2 separate regions of the Macaca mulatta genome follow, and region 1 is linked to region 2. The links are chromatin contacts, called in public Hi-C maps. All regions are on one chromosome and are shown on one strand. Each heading gives the region's core, a stretch centred on a gene start, on an enhancer-like site or on the middle of the called end of the contact. The rest is flanking DNA. Distances are from core to core; before and after follow the strand shown.

Region 1 (6,926 bases), core at 3,606-6,105, 140 kb before region 2:
GCCCTCCAGCTTGGGCAACAGAGTGAGACCGTGTCTCAAGACAAAAACAAAAACCTGCTCTAAAACGTATTCTGCTTCCATAATAAATGACATATATTATATACAGGACAAATGGTGTTTATTTGTACCATTTTTGTTTGCAATAACCATTATCAGAATAGTTTCTTCCTTTGCATTAAACAAAATACTAGAATGCTTTTCTCTTTCTCCATCTCTCACCACCCCTTCCTCTCTCCTTGGCATACATACACACAGACACATAAGCCAATATCAGCTTCTCAATCACACAATTTCTGAGAAGGGGTCCATAGGTCACTAAAATCTCTAGTCAACCATGGCTCTTTATTTTTCTTTTCGCCCACATCAAATACTTCAGCAAAATGCTTGGGCTTTCTCTTCAAAACAATCCCAATGCCCCACTGCTGTCGTAGTAATGCACCCTCATCTCCTGCCTGAAGTTTGTCAGTTGCCTCTAAACTGTTTTCCCTGCTACTGTGTCTAACCTTCCCAGCTACAGCCTGTTACAAAAAGGTGGCCATACTATTCCTTCCAAAATTGCCCAGTGACTCCCCCTATCACTCAGAGTGAGTGAGGCTCCCCCAGTGGCCCCTAAGGGCTACTGTGATCATGGTCTGTGCCTCTGCACCTCTCCAGCCTCATCTCCTCCCACCTTGTCTCCCTCGCTCACCCACTGCAGCCACACTACCGCCTCGCCCCTACTCACCATCACTCCCCATCTGCCAAATACGGCCATGTCCGAATTCCCAGAAGTTGCAGATTACGTTGTATAACAAAGGGACTTGCAAATGTGATTAAATTAAGAATTTTAAAATGAGGAGATTATCCTGGATTATCCTTGTGGGTCTAATCTAATCACAGAGTTCCTTACAAGAGAAATGCAAAAGGAGTGGGAAGAAGGCAATGGGATGATGGAAACTGGGAGAGAAGAGGTGATGTGGTGTGGGCCATGCGCAAGGAATGAGATCTGCTTCTAGAAGATGGAAAAGAGAAAGAAACAAATTCTCCCCAGAGCCTAGGAACACAGCTCTGCTGACACCTTGAGTTTAGCCCCATAAGACTCATTTCAGACTTCAGACCCCCAGAACTGTAAGAGATTGTTTGTATTGTTTTAATTCACTAAGTTTTAGGTAATTCGTTAGAGCAGAAATAAGAAATTAATACACCCATATCCTGTTTTATAGCACTTTCACCATTAGCCATATTTTATATTTATTTGTTTATCAGTTGTCTCTCTCTCTACAATGCAAAGTGCATGGGAGACATGGCCGGGCACAATGGCTCATGCCTGTAATCCCAGCACTTTGAGAGGCTGAGGCGAGTGGATCACTTGAAGTCAGAAGATCGAGACCATCCTGAACAGCATAGTGAAAACCCATCTCTACTAAAAATACAAAAATTACCTGGGCATGGGGGCACATGCCTGTAATCTAAGCTACTCGGGAGGCGGAGGTTGCCATGAGCTGCACTCCAGCCTGGGTGACAGAGTGAAACTCTGTCTCAAAAAAAAAAAAAAAAAAAGTGCATGGGAGACGAGACTTTTTTTTTTCTTCATTGGTGTAAACCCAGCACCTGGCACCAGATCTGTTGAATGAATAAATGAATGGCATATGTTACTTAATTAAATAATTGGTCAACACTATGAAATGATTAAGCCTCAATAAAATGTTGGTTAAACATATACTTACAAACCTGCATGATATTCTCGCCAACATGTCTAGAACAGGTGGAAACATACACAAATGAATACAAGTATAAATGCAGCCCAGTGGTCCACACTAAAACAGCCCAGGAGAAGAACAACCAGAACTGCAAAGCCATAAGCCCTGCTAGGAAGATGGTGAGCCACAAAGCCTTCTCCAGTGCGGGAAACCAACATCCCTTCCACAGAGCTGGGAGGAGGAAAAGGCCTGAGGTCACACTCAGACCCTATAGTTCTCTTCACTCAAGCAGAGAAGGCCCTATTTTACCCGATTTTGTATATTCCACTTCCATTCAACATTGGATAAGGAACTTCAGTGAAGATGGGGCCAAGTGTGGAACTGGGAAGCAGGGATTATAACTGCCACTCGTTTTATTACTGAATACCCTTAAAAAGGAGTTTATGCATAGAAGCTGACGTCAGTGGGACACTCTCTGGCCTTTCGGTTCACACAATTACACTAAAAATAATGTAAACTTAAAGAGTTAAATCTAATATTTGCTTTAGGAAATTTTAAGTAATTTAGGAATTACATGTTCTAGTTAATCAATTTTCCCTGTTGCCGGTACTGCCAGGAAGTACCAACACTTCTTTTTCCTACTACTTTTGTTTTTGCTCAATACCAGCCATAGGTTAATTTCTAGTGAGATAAACACTTAGCCAAATTTAGAAATAATGTCAGATGGGTCCATGGTGATGATGACAATGATGATGATCATGGTGATGACCCACTTTGCCTGTTGCAGTTTGCATGGATGCTTCTGTCATGAGAAAAAAAAAAAAGTACATCTAGTCCTCACTTTTAAAAAGTCTGTGGCCAGGAGCCGTGGCTCATGTCTGTAATCCCAGCACTTTGGGAAGTTGAGAAGGGCAGATCACTTGAGATCAGGAGTTTGAGACCAGCTGGTCAACATGGTGAAACCCCATCTCTACTAAAAATTCAAAAATTAGCCAGACCAGGTGGCACACCCCTGTAATCCCAGCTACTCGGGAGGCTGAAGCAGGAGAATCACTAGAACCTGGAAGGTGGAAGTTGCAGAGAGCTGAGATCATGCCATTGCACTTCAGCCTGGGTGACAGAGTGAGACTCTATCTCAAAAAAAAAAAAAAAAAAAAAAGTTTGTTTGCACAGTGTGACAGTGGTGATGTGGATATGGAGGCTGGAAAACTGCTTGAATGCACCTGTTCTAACATCACCTCCTCCGTGGAGCTGCTCCAAACTCAGTACACACCTCAGCACTCCTTCTCTGAACACCCACACACTCCACTCACTCCTCTGTTTCATCTCTTACTATATTGTATTAGAATGCATTGAGTGCAAGTCTGTCTCTGTCACCCTATTATTCATTATTTAAGAGCAAGGGCCTTGTCTTGCACAGCCCTTTCCTCCCAAAATGCTCAGCGGAGTACAGGGCAATGTGTCTGGTACATATGTGTGAACCAAGTACTATACTAGATTATTTTTAAAAGGACCTTGTAGTAGGATAAGTGATCCATGATTTACACACAAAACAATTAGAGAAAAGAACAAAGTAGAAGACAATAAAAGGCAAAATGAGTAAAGTGTGTTTCATCAGAACTGTTACTGGGAACTGACGGAGAGAGAAATGAGTATGGACTATGGTTTTTGTAGGTTCATAATCATTTTTATTGGCAAGAAAAAGCAGCATTTACTAATATATTTATACTAATAAATGTGAAAACATTTTTAAAAATCACATAAATATGCACATTGTGGGGGAGACATTGGGGAAAAAGGGCCTGCCATCTTAATTAATAAAGATGATTTGTTTAGGTATGAAACACTTAACATTTTGATAATATTTATAACCATAACTTTATTACTTTGTCGTCTAATACAAAGATCGCCAAGGTTCTGTTTAGATATCATAGGCATTAAACATTAACACTGGTAGTTAGCGTCTTACTACTACTGAAATCATTTGACTTCAACGGATTTTTAGTTATATTGGTGCCAAAGGGGCAAGCTAGTGACAGAGATAGCCTTTATTGACCACCTATCTGACAAATCTGTGACCTTAGAAGCACAAGAAGGTCTTTCTGTCACAAGCTTTGGTTTCACTTTTAAACATGTTGACAAAGGAAATATAACCAGACAGAAAAATGTACTTAATGTCAGTCACAACGGCAAGGATTTGGGCAGCAATTTTGGCTCCGTCATGTGAACCCTTTTGAAACATGCTTTGCTCGTGGTATGCAAAAGTCAACGATTAAACACACACTTTAAATGCACCTTCCAATTCCTCTAATTTTGAAAAGAGCTGAGTACACTCTAATGACTGATTTAGTCACTCCGGCTCTTGAATATGTATTGAGATCCAAGGACCATGACATTATGAATCTTTCCCTGGTCATTCAGAGCAAAATAAAATAGCAGTCACAATATCTACATGCACAGGGTGTACCTGTCAGAGGCAGACCTTACCTTCACAAAGAGGCAAATCTCAGGGTTCATGCGAGCTCCTTCCTTTTCTTCCAAACCTTCAGCATCAGAATAGCAGGTGGAGGAATACTTGCTGATAGAGAAGGCTTTACTATGCTGAATGGTGAAGCTTGAAGGAGAAGGCAGGTCTTCCTTCATCACACTCCCATTCTCCTGGAGCCCCTCTGGGCAGGGTTGCTGGTCCTGGGTTGGTGAATATAACCCTTCCATTGAGATGCCCCTGTCCTCCTGGAGCTCACCTGGCTGAGCCTCCTGGAGCTCAGAGTATATCTCATCAGGCAGGAGGTAGCCTCTGTCTTCTGACTGGGCAGAGGCCAAGCTGGTCTCTTCACCATTAATGGTATAGACTGACACAAAATCATACTCATAGGCATTCAGCTGAGTGGCATATAAATCATTTTCTGGCCTTAAGTACTCCTGGACATCATCATAATGGGGACTTTCATTTTCTTCTGGCTGGTCTGGAACCTCATATGTCCTCTCATTTTGGATTGTGTCATAGATGGTGCTGTAGTCTTCGTCATTCATGCTTATTGATCTGAGAGATCCTTTTACAGGCAGGCCTGAGCAGATCCGAAATGAGTGAAGGGACAGAGGATGCTGCACCACCTTGCAGAGGAATCAACGGGCTTTTAAAAGGCAGCAACTAGCAACTGCTATCAATGACAGGTCTCTAACAATCATTTACTGGAGACTTTAATAAGCAAACCACAAGTCCATTGGACAGAAGATAAAGCTTACACACTCAGTTAACTCCTTCACTCCTAAAGATATTTTTATTAGACCCTGGGGATTTCCTCGTTGGCAGTAACTTCAAGATTGTTTGGGTAAGCCAGAGATTGAATTGAATTATGTTCCTGGTATGCCCTGAAATTTTGAATACGTAGCCATTTTTCATCAATAGAGCTCCCTCCTCCAACAGCCTCCAAATGTTGACAACATTCAAGAACCCTTGCTGTTCAGTGGAGAGCTATAGTTCTTCACAATGGCCTCTCATCTATTTACTACTGAATTTACCACATAGAACAATTCTTTGCCTATTGATACCCTATGATAAATGAATTACATGGCCTGGTTAGGTAATGAATTCCATTTACATTTCTTATCTGGAAACTCCACTAGGTGATTAAACAGCAGAAGGAAAAGAAGATAAATGTTCTGGCCTATAGACACGTCAGTATAGACCGCCCAAAATTAGGGACTCAAAGACTTATGGCTTTAATTTTTATTTTTCCCTCTTAAATCTGCATGATCATCACCATCAACAAACACTCACTAAAATCCTATCATTTACAGAATGCTGAATTGAGCACAACAAAAGCGTTAGAAGACACATTCTCTTTCTTCAAAGGGGCTTTCAAATGTAATTAGAGAGCTCAGAAGAGAAAAGTAAAACTGAGGAAAAACTATTTAAGGTTTTCTTAGTGCAATGAGCCCAGGTCTGGATAAGCAATAAAAAATTGTATGCACAAGGCCGTTCACTTGATGCCATCCACAGATGCTGTCAATATGTGTGCCCTCTCCCTTTTTTTTTTTTTTTTTTTTTTTTTTTTTTTTAAATCTGGTTACTCGATCCTGCTAATTCCTGCTTACCTTCGCCACACCACATACGTCTTTCTCCTTGAAGTGACAACCCAGCTAGGTTGTAAAGGGACTTTAATGTCTAGAAATCATGTGAAAACTGTGAAGCAATGCAACTCCAGTTGACAAGCTTCAGAACATTTGATGAGCATCTTCTTGGCGAAACTTCATTGTACTCTTAGAGTTCAATATTGTATCCAGGAATCTTCTACTGGGAATTAGAGCAGCATTTCTAGAATTCTAGCTTAAAGAATGGGTAAGGAAAAAGAGGCTAGAGACTTCAAAAGCTATTGACACTGGAGGTTTATTTTATTGAAAAGTGACATTCAATGGGTCCAAATACCTTACACATTTTGATAGGTTCCATCATCAGGTGTTTTTAACTGAATGGATTCCAATTCAAATCTTCTTCTAGTTTTAGAGCTGGTGAAAACCTAAGAGATTATTCAAACATTTTATTTTACATTTGAAAAAAATTTAAACCTAGAAAGCAGAAGTGAATGGTCCAAGTTTACACAAAAAGTTAATGGCAGAGTTGACTTTAGCTGTGGTTTTTGAACCTCCAGCTCAGTGATCTTTCTGCTACTAAATCTACTAAATCTCTTCCTTAACTCAGTATTTTCCAATGTTTTTTCATGATCACACACTCTCCCTTCCCTGCCCCCAAAGGATCCTTTTCAGATATTTTCCCCATGAAATAAAAATGCTGCAGATATACTACATATCTGTTTGCATATTGTATATACATCTGTGTTTTGTACATTAAAAGAGAACTGTTTTTTTTTTTTTTTTTTACTTCCCAAGAACCAATCTTCACCCCTTTGGGGGTGACACTGCCCCTTTTAACAATGCAACTCATGCTTTTACTACTAATACAGTGTGTAGCTCATAATCTCACACTGGATTCTGTTTCATTCTGCATTATTTCAAAGAATAGTATACAGCATGTGCATATGAATACAGCACGTTGTCAAGGCCTCACCACAATGACCCAGTGAGGCAGGGCTGAGGTTGGCTAAGCTTAGGGTCCAAGATCAAACAGATATTTCAAATTAGGTCCCTCTCTTATCCTATTTTAGAACACATCTATCATGATCTACAGTTATATGTTGTAATATGAAACAAGTCATTCAGTTCAAATGTAAGTCAGGTCATATCGCT
Region 2 (6,990 bases), core at 2,859-5,358:
AACTAATTCCTCCACCACAAGGGCTGACGTCAATGCTGTCACCAGGCACAGGGACCAACTGGGCTTGTTTGGGGACAGAGAGCCTGTCAAGCCTTGCCCACACAGGGTGGGAGGTCCTGCCATGGTGCAACGAGAACATACCAATGGAACCAGCATTTCTCTGATAAGACAAGCAGAGCGTTGACCCATCACATGCTCACTCCTCTGCCAGTATTGAAACTGTCCTCTCTTTGGTGTGCGGAAAGGAGACCAGGATCAAAAGTCACCAACAAGTGCATTGGTCGGGGTTTTCTACCTATCCCATGAAACAAATTTTCAGCCAAGTAAATGAAAAACCTTTTAGCACATGGTTAACAGTTAAATTCTCATTCAGGCCTTTGGAACTGACTGAGGTTTGGCCATTGCTTAAAATAGATGCCGAAGGTCTGTCTCCTCTTTTCCCAAGCGGCTGGAGACATGTTTGTGACAATGTCCCAATTCCTCTATGTCTGCAGGAGGGAGGGAGGGTGCCCATGGGCTGTTTCCCATTCTCAGGAGGGAGGAGGGTGAGTCCCTGTGCTGGCCAGGGGCTGGGAAACTTGGTGACATGACACAACCTCACATGGTACAATTGCAGAGAAATGTGTTGGTGCTGGCAGCCCAAGTGCCACTGAGTTTCTCTCTCATGCCACCTTTGGCTTATGGGTCATGACTTGGCCACCTCTTAAATTCTTTCTAAAATAATCAGTATGATTATGCAAAGTTTATAAAAATCAGCAAAATTCAGACATGGTAAGGGTAGAGAGATGAAGCAGAGGGACATGTCTATGTATTAGAGCAGAGTTTGAGATTCATTGTTTAGATTCCTAATAAGAAAAACTCAAGTGATGGAGGGAAGGAGAAATACTCCTAAAAGTTTAGTGCCTGCTGGACAAAGCCCTTGTATGTGTACTGCCAAGCAATAGACAGAATCCCAGAACTACTGAGGCTTTCAAAATACAGCCACATCTAACAGGCAAGGCCAGGCTTTGCTCTGCTCAGCACCTGCTGCTCTTCTTCCCAGGACATTCTTTCTCTTGGTCATCATGAGCCCCAGTTCCTACCGTATGAGGAGCTACATATCCAGGCCTGATCTCACACCTGCATCCTGACTTACTGACATCTCTCTGTAAGTTGACTACTCTTTTCCAAACTCACATGTCTAAAGTAGAATTATTTTCTCTGCCAATCTAGATTCCCTTCCCAGCTATCACACTTCTTAGAAGTGCCATCATTCTTCCAGCCTTCTAGGTGCAAATCCTTAGAGTCAGTCATCCTTGAATTTTCTTTCTCTTTCATCATGTCATCAGTCACCAAGCACTATTGAACATTGCTTGGCAACCCTTCTCTGCATGCTCCTTCCCCACACACCCCTTGTTATAACCCTATTCATGACTAACCCTCCCACTCAAAATACTCTTTGCTAGTTTCCCCATGACAGGAACTAACTTCCGTGCCAGAATAAGCCACCTAAGACAACAGTTGGAGAGTTCACCTTATCACATATGAGTAATGTGACTCTGAGAAAGTTATATAACATTTCTGAACCTCAGTTTTCCTCATCAATGTGGACAACACTCATATCACTGGGATACTATGAAACAGACATATGTGTCAAATACTTGATAAAGCCCTCTCCCAAGATGCATGTTATGATTATTTAGGGCGATATTATTTTGGCCACTGTTGCCCCCAAGTAATTCCCGGTTTCCAGTATGATTAACTAATCTGATTGCATCACACAATAGTCAAAGAATTAAGCAGCTGAACAATTGCAAAGAGCTTTTCCTCAGTGGAGACACCATTGCAAAGGGCAGTAAGGGGAGAATGATAACAGGCTGCATCTCACGGTAGTGGGTATCACATAATCTGGTCTTCAAAATGAACCTATCCCTTTTCCTCCAACCACCACTTCCCCTTTCTCTGTCATCACTGGCAATTTTCTCTCCTTTTTTCCTCTCTTCCTAACCTTTTCTATACCTCTATTTTCATGAGACAGAAAATCTTATGTTGCCGTTTGAATATCAGCTTTTCTTTTTTTTTTGAGATAGTCAGAAACACTCATTTATAATACTTAATTATATCACCTTTTGTCTTATTCATTAGTTATTTCCTCTAGCAATGTGTTATATTCCAAACCATGGAAGTCAAGACTTCATGTTTTGTGATTGCTGCAGCTTAAGGTACATGTTAATGTTCAATGAATATGTGATTGATTTATGAAGAGCATCAAGCTTGGCCATTACTAACATACTTGTGTGATGTCTGGTATGTACTCACACATGAATATTCTTCCTATAGTTTAACTTGTGTAAGTTTTAGCTTTTACCATTTAAAGGCAAGCGTCTATCCTCTTATCAGCATTCTATCAGTGCTAGCACACAGTAGGTGTCATAGAAACTCACTACATTCCCTAAACATAGTAACAATTGTTTATGGAGCACTTACAAATGCCAGGCACAGGAAAGCCTGTAACTACTTGGCATGAAACAGATCTTTAATTATAACAACAGCTCTGTCATGTGGGTTTCATAATGTCTAGTTACACAACAGGAAGTTGAGATCACACAGGTAGTAAATGCCAGAGCCAGGATTTGAACTCAGGTTTTCCTGACTTCAAAGAATGTGCTCATAGTCCCTCTCTGTCCCTAACTCTCATACTTCCCACTGTTTTCATATTCTACAAGTGACTCTACGGACAGGGAGCCTAGTTTTATCTTTCACTTTTAATACATTTTCATGGCAACTCATATTTTTCGTGAATATTTGTTCTCTAGCTAAAGATGGATTATGTATTCCTTCTGAACCTTGCCTTGTTTTGTTTTGGCCATTGATAGTTATTCTAGACATGGTCTCTTTGACAATGAATCTTCTCAAAAGACAACACAATAAATTATGAAAAGACTATAAATTATAAACTGAGTTAATTTGCATCTCTTAGGGAAGGAAGCTTTGGACTCTGAAAGAAGATCCTCTACATTTTTCTCATTTTAAAACTGTATTATCTCTCATATTACGGGTGAATTCTCAACAGGAAAGTTATTTGTGGTAGCAGGTTGTGTTTTCCAAAGATGGTCATAATGTCTCCCACCCCACATACTCTCCTGGAACCTTGACAATGTTTCATCAAGGAGTGTTCCCTCTGTGTTCTCTCCCTTCAATCCTGGGCAGGCTTTAATGACTGTCTTGACAAATATAGTACAGGTTGCATATCCCTAATCCAAAAATATCCAAAATGCAAAACACTTCTGGCCCCAAGCATTTTGAATAAGGGATCCTCAACCTATGTGGTGGAAGGTAGCAGTGTGACTTCTGAATTAGGTAACAAATACGTCATGCACTTCTACTTTGCTCTTGCAGAATGCTCATGCTTGAAACCCTACGTCTAAGTTGTAAGGAAGCCCAAGCAGCCCATGAAGAGGCCCACGTTAAGAAGAACCAGGGCCCTGACTCAGAGTCTAAGTGAACTCTCAGCTAACAGCACCATTTTGCCAACCCTGTGAGTGAATCATCTTCAAAGTTCACTTGCCAGCCCCCAGTTGTGCTGCCCCAGAAACACTGCATGGGACAGATGACCCTTCCCCCTGAGCCTGGCCCAAATGGCAGATTTGTAAACAAAATAAATGACTGTTGTCTTAGGCCCTATATTTTTGGGATAGTTTGTTATGTAGCAATTGATAAATGGACATGGCCCACGCAAACTCTCTTTGTTCTTGTCTTCCCCTAGTTTTCTATAGGGAAGGAAAAAAGTGTGTGTGTGTCTGGGAAGGGATAGAGGAGTGAGCAAAGCTTGGAGGCAGGAGTTGCTTCTCTATATGTCTCACCTCTCTTCCACTCTTCTTTCTGCACCCACCACTGACCCCTTACTAGGCGCTCTATGCCTCTATGCCTCTGACAAGTCTTTGTCACATTTGAGAAAGTATAATTAGTATGGTTCTCACATAAGAGTGTTAAACCCCTAATGGTGTCTGGAAATGGATTTTTTTTTGTCATATGATGTGGGTGGATGTTGGCATTTAGTAGGTGAGACCCAAGGATGCTAAATGTACTGCAATGTGTAGGACTGTCAACTCTAAAATATCATAGCTTTCACATTGAGCAGCACTGAGCTAAGAGCTTAACACATGCACTTAACATTTTTTTTTTTTTTTTTTTATTGAGACAGGGACTCACTTTGCTCTGTTGCCTGGGCTGGAGTCCAGGGGCAGGATCACAGCTCACTGCAGTTTTGACCTCTTGGGCTCAAGTGATCCTCCCACCTCTGTCTCCTGAGTAGCTGGCCCTACAGGTATGCACCACCACACCCAGATAATCTTATTTTTTATTTTTTGTAGAGACAGGGGCCTCACTACATTGCCTAGGCTGGTCTCAAACTCCTAGGCTCAACTGATCCTCCTGCCTCAGCCTCCCAAAGTGCTGGGATTTATAGAGGTGAGCCACCACACTCAGTGACACATTTTAATAGAAGGCTTTGAAAATCAAGTGGTAATGAATAGGTAACATACACTGAGCCTTTCCTATGTATGATACTGGCTATACAGTTTTATATGGATTATCTCATTTGATGCTTGCCACAAACTGATTTTACTATTGAAGAAGCAGAGGCACAGAGAAGTTAAGAAACTTGCTCAAGGTCACAGAGCTAATAAAATGTGGAACCTAGATTCAAACTCACATCCTATGTTTTAATCATTATCCTGAGGCAAGAGAAAAGCCTCTCTTCATGTTGGATCTCCATTTACAGCTATAAAATAAAAGGTGCAGAGAGACTTATTGGAAACATAAAAATCATAGCTATTTGGTAGCTGCCTATTCACAAGCTCAATCTGGAAGCAGAGGAAGAACTTATTTTCTAAGTGGAAGTGGAAAGAGGATTTGGGATTAAAAGACAGATTCCAGGGAATTCAGTCCTTTGTAAACTTTTTTCTCTCTGATTCTTTTGTGTTTCCATGAGCTCCTATTGAATTTTGGTGGATCCCAGAGAAAAGTGGTGAACTCTAATCCAGGTCTACTGGGTGACCGGTGTAACCTCCTTACTACTTCCTAGATTTAGGCATGCATGAGGGTGGGATGCTGCAGGTGACATCAGGGCTGCAAACTGACATTCTACCTCAGTAGGCCTCGTATGGGTGCATTTTAAGAAAATATTGATGAAATAATTAGGGTTCTTTTTCCTTTCCTCCCCCTCCTCAGTTCTGATCCATATCAAAGTAGGAAATAAGAAGGCATCCTTGGTAAGATGGGGAAGGAGGAGGATGAGAGTGAGCGAGAGAGAAAGAGAAAGAAGAGAAAGAGCATACTCGTAGTTTTGGTATAAGGGGAGCTATATATATTTCAGTATAAGAACATTTGCTTATCTTCTGGAGGTTTCTCTCTAATACTAGATGGGGGATGGGGGGATTTATCTTCATCCCCTCCTGAGACATTTAGGACCCAAAGTACTTTATGGGATCAACTGATTGACTGAGGACCTGAATTAATGGTTAAGAAAAAGAAGCAGAACCCCAGAGGGAAGGTATAGGCAAGGTAACTAAGGGAAACACAGAGGGGAAAGAGGTGGGAAGATAAAGAGGGAGAAAGACCAGAGAAAATGGGCTCATCCACATGGGGTGAGAGGAAAGTGGCGGAGATGAAGCAAAGGGGAGCTGCCTGGGAGAGCCCTCTGTGGGCTGGGTCCTCTCTGGGAACGGACCATCCTGTTCTCCCTTGCCCCATGTCAGGGGCCCAGCCCCTGCCACAACTGTGAGGACACATACACACACACACACACACACACACACACCTATAAGAAAAAATGCAAGGGTAAACACTACAATGATTCTTCCTTAAAGTACTTTTTTTATGGGCAATAGGATTTGTTATTCATATTTTCCCAGGTTTTGGTCATATGTTTTTTCTGTTTTTCTACAGTTTACCTGTTTACCTGTAAAATTAGAAAAGGAAGTATTCTAATACTGCTATTCCATAGTGATGGAAGATAAAGTAATGAAATATATACTGGGAAGAAAAGCCTCTTAAAAAACCTATTTTTTTTTTCCAGGGACAATTCTTTAAAAGGAAATGGGAAAATTTGAACATGTGCTCCCGGATCCCAATCTGAGTCCCTTAGGTGGAGTATGACACAGATAGACTATGCTAACAGGAACACTGGACACTCGCTGTTTTACTTGCCTATTGTTTCTGTGATCAGAGAATATAGCAATTGCTGAACGAGAATTGAGGCCTTATATAATGTTCATACCACATGCACCAAAAATATAGGTGTTCATCTATATTTTAAAAACTGAATTTTTTTCTACCTCTGAATCAGAGCCTGGAATGGAAAATGTTTCTTTAGTATAGGTTACATTAGTTAATGGAATATCTTTTTCCATTGGGGGAAACACCATATCAAGCAGTAATACCAGCAAAGTTGCCTTACTATGCCATGTTTTGATACAGAAGAATTTGGAAAAAAATCTAAATATAGCAGACAAATGCAACTTGAAACTCAAGCACCATTTTAAAAACCCTTCTCTGCAGTTAACTAAAATTGATCTTCCTAACAAGAGCTAAAAATAGCAGGAGGAAAAAAAAGAAGAGACAATGACTTTTCATATCGCTCCCTGCAGGCATTTTCAGTGACAATGAACATGACCTTCCAGAGTCATCTTAGCAGAATAAAGGCCGGCATTTCGCTTCCCACCTCTGATTTCCCATCCAGTTAGTGCCGCGTGCATCTCTATTTTACCATTTTCTGCTGATTGGTGGAGATAAGCTATTTTGCTAGGCTGGGTTTTTATTTTTTTCCTATTTTGTTTTACATCAAAAAAGAACCTGGCACCATACTGCTTCTGGAGTCAGGAACAACAGATATTTTAAAATAAATATTCAATTCATAATTCTCCTCAAGGTCAGAGCCCATCTTATTCCGTCTAGGTCACTGTTAAACTGATGGGTTTCTACACATTCATCAAGGGACTAATAGAAACA

What was found. A called contact is a pair of places that touch in the nucleus more often than the background predicts.
Region 1: a contact with region 2 is called in a Hi-C map of sperm, with 2.6 times the contacts expected there. The contact joins the promoter of CLIC5 here to the enhancer-like site in region 2. A contact is called at or near these places in 4 of 14 Hi-C or Micro-C datasets (fetal cortical plate, fibroblasts, liver and 1 more).

Annotation. Positions count from the first base shown.
Region 1 is chr4:136,082,119-136,089,044 of T2T-MMU8v2.0, reverse strand. CLIC5 (chloride intracellular channel 5) reads right to left here and starts at 4,855. Exons shown (of 6, transcript XM_077999833.1): 1 at 4,167-4,855. The coding sequence starts at 4,712.
Region 2 is chr4:135,938,214-135,945,203 of T2T-MMU8v2.0, reverse strand. All of the region lies in intron 4 of RCAN2 (regulator of calcineurin 2), which reads right to left. Among named protein-coding and RNA genes, the nearest start is that of ENPP5, 56 kb to the left of the region's middle. Within about 2 kb of position 4,108, at least 2 of the 40 cell types and tissues checked have an H3K27ac peak or open chromatin away from gene starts, as enhancers often do.